2 separate regions of the Arabidopsis thaliana genome follow, and region 1 is linked to region 2. The links are chromatin contacts, called in public capture Hi-C maps. All regions are on one chromosome and are shown on one strand. The core of a region is the stretch at or near the end of the contact, and the rest is flanking DNA. Distances in the headings are between cores, read along the strand shown. Region 1 holds the start of ATCSLA15 (Nucleotide-diphospho-sugar transferases superfamily protein). Region 2 holds the start of scpl20 (serine carboxypeptidase-like 20).

Evidence for each region. Capture Hi-C pulls out chosen DNA fragments and counts their contacts.
Region 1: a capture Hi-C map of seedling shows a contact between it and region 2, with 3 times the contacts expected there. The contact joins the promoter of ATCSLA15 here to the promoter of scpl20 in region 2.

What each region holds. Positions count from the first base shown.
Region 1 is chr4:7,794,335-7,797,331 of TAIR10.1, forward strand. It overlaps ATCSLA15 (Nucleotide-diphospho-sugar transferases superfamily protein), which reads right to left and starts at 1,707. Exons shown (of 10, transcript NM_117415.3): 1 at 1,425-1,707; 2 at 988-1,293; 3 at 581-679; 4 at 187-439. The coding sequence starts at 1,490. It overlaps HAK5 (high affinity K+ transporter 5), which reads right to left. Exons shown (of 9, transcript NM_117416.3): 9 at 2,448-2,997. The coding sequence ends at 2,704.
Region 2 is chr4:7,551,836-7,554,862 of TAIR10.1, forward strand. It overlaps scpl20 (serine carboxypeptidase-like 20), which reads right to left and starts at 1,540. Exons shown (of 13, transcript NM_117360.8): 1 at 1,062-1,540; 2 at 760-982; 3 at 554-676; 4 at 370-472; 5 at 252-289; 6 at 61-162. The coding sequence starts at 1,216.

The sequences.
Region 1 (2,997 bases), core at 457-2,956, 240 kb after region 2:
TGGTTGATCATTTGCCATTTTGTTACTTTCATTATCAATTATTTTTAGAATGTTACAAATCGGAAATGGAGTTGAATCTAACATTTTAAATAATGGACATGAAATTATCTATTTATTACCACTCGAGATTTGGTTTAAATACCCTAGAAGTTTTTATGTAGTAGTTATATATATATATGTACATACCAAATCTCCATCGAGCTTGGACAAGAGCGACCTCAGGGTTGTGGATAAGAAAGGGGATAGCGCGTTGGAGGTAATCGGGCTCGGGCTGGAAATCAGCATCAAAGATGGCAAGATATTGGCACTGCTTGACGTAACTGTGCCTCATGCCGTGCTTAAGAGCTCCAGCCTTGTAGCCATTTCTGTTCTCTCGCCTCTCATAATTTATATTTATGTCTTTTGATGCCCATTTTGTACATTCCATGCTCACCAGTTCCTGAAATTTAATTACTAATTATGTATAAAATCAACTCAATAATGTTCAGCAATGTCATAAGTCATGTTATTGGTATGTTTCTTATTTTAAATTAAGTTTTATTAGCGAACTCTGTCCATTGAGAGTTTATTAAGAACGGACCATGATTGCTGGATCGGTGGAATCATCTAAAACTTGAACAATTAGACGGTCCGATGGCCATGTTAGTCTGCACGCAGCACCTATAGATAATTCAAAGACCTGCCGAGTCAAAACTATTATGTTAGTATAACAACGTAATATTAAGTAGCTCTCACACATTTAAGAAGTTTGAAAAATCAAAGAAACAACTTATATGCTAGTTGACATATGAGACAACAGCTACTGTGGAGTGACCAGTGTTATTTGCACTAAAAGACGGAAGTATGAAAGGAACATTATGATCACGTGTGGGTTTTCTTTTAGTAATTGTGTACAAGTTATATGTTGTTATTAACTTGACTTGTCAATTATATATATAAAGAATAATATTATAAAGAGATAGGGAGAGATCAAAATCAAACTTGAACCTCTCGTTCGTTGTACATTGGGATTTGAACAAGGACCATCGGATAATTTTGATGACCAAGCTCCATATCCTCCTGCATTGCCTCCCATTTGTAGACTTTCTCTGGTTTTCGGTTAAACAACTTGACATAGAGTACTACAAGGTTCATGTAAACACTCTCAACGAAAACTAAGAGCGAGATGATCAAACACATAACCACTATACACTTGAACAATGGAACTATGAATACATTCCTTGTTTCTCTCCACATAGTGCTCATGTTTATCCCCACACCATCCACGGATGCTTTAAGAGTTTCTCCATGGAACTTCTCATAATGGTGGACAAAAGAATAAAAAGTTATCCCAGTGAAAAAAAATTGTAAGAAATATATTATATATACATTGTAATGAAAAAACAGAGAGCGAGAGATATAGAGAAAGAAAGACGATGTCTTACCATTACCGAGAGGAGGTTAAGAGATAAATCGTGTAGAGAAAGGAGAGGCTTCAGAAGCAAAAACATGTCTTTTCTTTTTTGTTCAGTGACTGATTTTTTAGTTGTACTGCCTTCTTTCTTTTTCTTTCTTTGTTTTATAGCTATTTTTTTTATTAGAATATTACAACGTGGAACTAATTAGCCTAATACCTAAGTAACTAACAATGATGCAGAAGAAAAAACAAGCTTGTGTACCAAGACATTATATAAAATTATTTTTCCTATATAGACACCTATTGCTGCCGGTAATTCGACTAATATAGTGATGAGATTCATGAGAAGACTCTTTGGTATGAGTTTTTTTTAGCAAACTCATCTGGGGTAAAATATATAGTCTAAAGCTCAAGTTAAAGTGGCCACACACACACGACTTTGTTCGAAATAGAATTGAACCTGGAACGTCTACAAATTTTTGTCCTTAGATACCTCATCTCAATGTCGTCCTTAGATTCGTGTAGGCCTAGGCCGATTTAAAAAATATGGCTTTTGTAATATTTTAATTTTTAAATAATCATATCATATTTCACTTCTATTGTTCTATACTTCTATAAATCTTCAATATATGACCATATTTTGCTTATGCAATATTTCTATTTCGAAAATCCTGTATACTTTGTAGTTGCTCTATGAAACCAATTAAATCCCTTCGAAAAAATAAAAAATATAACGTGGGAATAGTATAATATCTAAAGTAACTAACAAAGATTCACAACGTTGGCATTATCTGTCGTACAAGTGCGTGTGTTGCTGTTTTCACTTGAACCACACGAAATGGCAAGAACAAAACCATCATAATTAACCAAAACAATACAAAACATTGGTAAATGACAATATATATTTATTTAGATAAATGACAAATGTTAAAGCTGTTACTTAAAAAAAAAAAGATACCAGTGAAATATTGGATGAAAATATCACATAATATTATTAAAATATATATATACTCTTACATTAAAATATGGGCACACAAAAAAAAAAAAAAACAATAAACCAGTCCTACATCTTTGTTCCATATACTCTTAGTCTCTTACATTAAAAATATGGGCTTCTGTAACTTTTATTTTTCAATAAAATCGACAAACTGGCAATCACAAAAAAAAAGGTAATAATGACTTACACATTTACCAACTATTTATGACAACAAACAAACAAAAACAAGGGTCCCCTAAACATGGAGACACTTTATTTAGGTCACAATGATTTTAAACCATGATGAAACACAAAGACGAAATAGAGAATCTTATAACTCATAGGTCATGCCAACCTTGAGAAGCTTCGACCTAGGAATCGCAAGTGCTTTGTCTCCTTCCCGACAATTCTTCTTCAAGAAATTGTAAGCATGGTTCACTATAAACTTCTTAAACAAAGAAGACTCTTTCTCTGCCGTAATCTCGGTCTCTCCCATTAGATAAACCATCCCTTTCTCTCTCGCTTTCTCCACCAACTCTGTTTGATCCTCCACGGATTGAACCTGCACGACCCTTCCCGACCTAATCTTGTCTGACGAAGATGAATGGGCGGACCCGATCCGCCC
Region 2 (3,027 bases), core at 290-2,789:
TTGTTAGATAATATAAAGAAAGTGGAAGAGTAAGACTCTATTATAAGCAACTAAACAAACCTCAAAGAGTTCATCAGAGATTAGTCCCATCCCATGTGCAAACGGGACAAAAGCATTTCCATCAAACTTCGGATCCGCAACTCCATTTCCAACCAAATACCCCTGTCCAAAACCAGAGAAGAACACACAGTCATTGTGTGAAACAAAACGAGAACTCAAGAAACCGAGATTGAGTCGTTAAATCTCGTTACCTTGAAGTTAAGAGCCGGCTTTACTCCATTTTTGTTCCCTGCAACATAAACCAACAAATGGATTAAAAAACTTGAGAAGATGTATCACTGATTATGAAAGGAGAAGATAGATAGATACCTATGACAACTTCTGAAGCAAGAGTTGGGACATAAACTCCGGCGTAAGATTCTCCAGAGATGAAAAAAGGATTTGATTGAAACTCAGGAAACATTTGGAACCACTGGTGAAGAACATTTTGAATGAAAGAAGCATTTAGTAATCTGCATTACACCCAAAAACTAAAACATGTCTAATGATTCACCTTGAGAAGGAACGCGTGAGAGTCAACCGCGGTTTTAATATCACCGGTTATGTAATCAGACTTATTGTTTGAGTAAGAGAATCCCACACCAACAGGAGAATCAAGGTATATAATGTTAGAGACCTGAAAAAGTAAACAAATCATACATCAAAACATTACAAAACTAGTAAAAAAAAACAACACAGATATGTTTTCATTAAAATTACCTTGGACCAACTATAAGGATTAAGATGCAAGAGTGGGAGACTATTGTTTTTCTTTGGTAGTTCGAAATTGAATGGACCATGCTCATACACAAATCCATCCATGCTTGAACAACCTGGACCACCATTGAGCCAAAGCACCACCGGATCTTTCGATGGATTCTTCTCCGATTCAATAAAGTAATACCATAGATTCTTTCCATGTTCCTTATCAATTGTCACATACCTTTGATCAAAAACCAAAAAGATTATATACAAGAAAAACAGAATCTTGAATTTCAAGAACAGAGAATTTGATATTTTACCCGGAGTAATGTTTCGAAGGAAAAGTGCCTTCGAAACCAGGAAGTTTGGTGATAAGAGCAGATTCAGGAGCTGATTCTGTTATTACAAACACTAAAGAGAGTAATGTCACAAAGACAAAAACTTTCATTAACCAAACCATTGTGATTATTGACATAAACACAGAATGAATTAAAAAAGAGGATCACTGTGGTATTGCTTTATATAGACTAACACAAAGAAGAAAATCTAGAGGATATTTTGTTAGTTGGCCATAAACCAACAAAAAGTATTATGAATGTTTGGAAAATGATTTAGCACGAAATAAGGATGAAATTCTGGTAAAAAAAGACAAAAAGATGATATGAATTTTTTTGATTTTTAGAACAAAATTTGGAAACTTATGGTTGGTATATAGATTTTGTGATTCTGCAAAGCAACAGTTTCCTTAAAAGGCACGATTTTGAGCATTTCTATAAAGAAAATGGTGATTGCGTCTGCGTTTAGTTGTTATTTACATAAGCATGATTGATTTGAGTGGCGCGAGTTGACTTGGGACCGCTTCTTAAAGTGACAAGCGGTTACTTAAAGTGACGACTGGCTTAACAAAAGGTGACACGTGGCTGGTTTTTGTGAATTCTTTTTGTTAAGTTTTAGGCGTTTTGTTTGGAAAAGATTCCTACATAATGATTAAAAAGTTTTGGTTTTATTTTGAACGATAACTTCTACGAATTAGCTTTCCCATTGTTAAATTACGTAGAAAATAAACTGATTATTCAATTATTGGGAATAGTATAATCCGTATTTTGGAAAGCATTTTGAAATTTATGAGGTTAAAAGCTATGGTTAGCTTTTAAACCTATATATCTAAAATCTAGTGGAAAGCAAATTTTAATAGAAGAATAGATCCAGGTCCACACTACTATTTTGTTTAGTTAGTTTTTCTTCTTTTCATATTGTTTTCTCTGGAATTGTTATAACATTATAAGAGTATATGTAAAGAATAATAAAATCAGAAAGTTTTGGAAGGGAAGAATTTGAAAAAGGTAATAAATAAATAAAGTTCGTTGTATTATGTTTTCAAAATTTTGAACTAAGAATTTGGTTTGGTACAAGAAACTACCGGTTTTATTATACAGATAAAAAGATAACAAGTTTTTTTGAAAGGTAAAAAAGAAGTGCTAATAAAGTGTATAGCTGCGCCATTATCAATTTATGTGATTTCTTACTTCAAAGTACTAAAAATAATTACTTCTAAACTTTTAAATGCGGTTACTAAATTTTAGTGGAGTAAAAATGGTAAATCGAAGGGTATAAACTACATAGTTTAGAAGAAATTATGCAATAGTAAATCGAAAAGTGGAATAGGATTTCGGAATGTGAATCATTTTAATTTGGTCCTACTAGCAAAATAATTGGTTGATAACGTTTTCGACTTACTTTTTGCGAAAACTTTCAAAATATATTTTTGAAAATCCAATCATCTGGATTGAATAAAATTATACTTTTCTATCATATAGATGGAGAAGTATAATGTCAGCTAAATCTCTGCTTAATAAATGATTTAGTAAAAGAGTCGGTTCTCATTTTTTTAACGCATATATACAAGTTAATTATACAAGTTTCTCTTGCTCACTCTTTCACTCTTTCGTTTCTTTTCTTCTTTACATATTATTACTTATATAATCATATATATGAAAGTTGGTAAATTTTCTCCATATAAGTGTACCATTATCACATGAGAAAATGACATTTGTCGTTTTATATTATTTAAATAAAAAGATTAGCTACATTAATTGAAGAAAAACCAAAATTCTCCTATTGTGAATTAAGTCATCCATTAATCTTACTCTTAATTCATTTGTTAAAAATACTAAAAAAATACAAAATCATGCTAATGTATCAAGTATTACTTTCATTCTACTCTTCTTCTTTCATTAGTTTTTTTTATTTATTAATGATCATTACTTGATAATTGCTAAAACAATT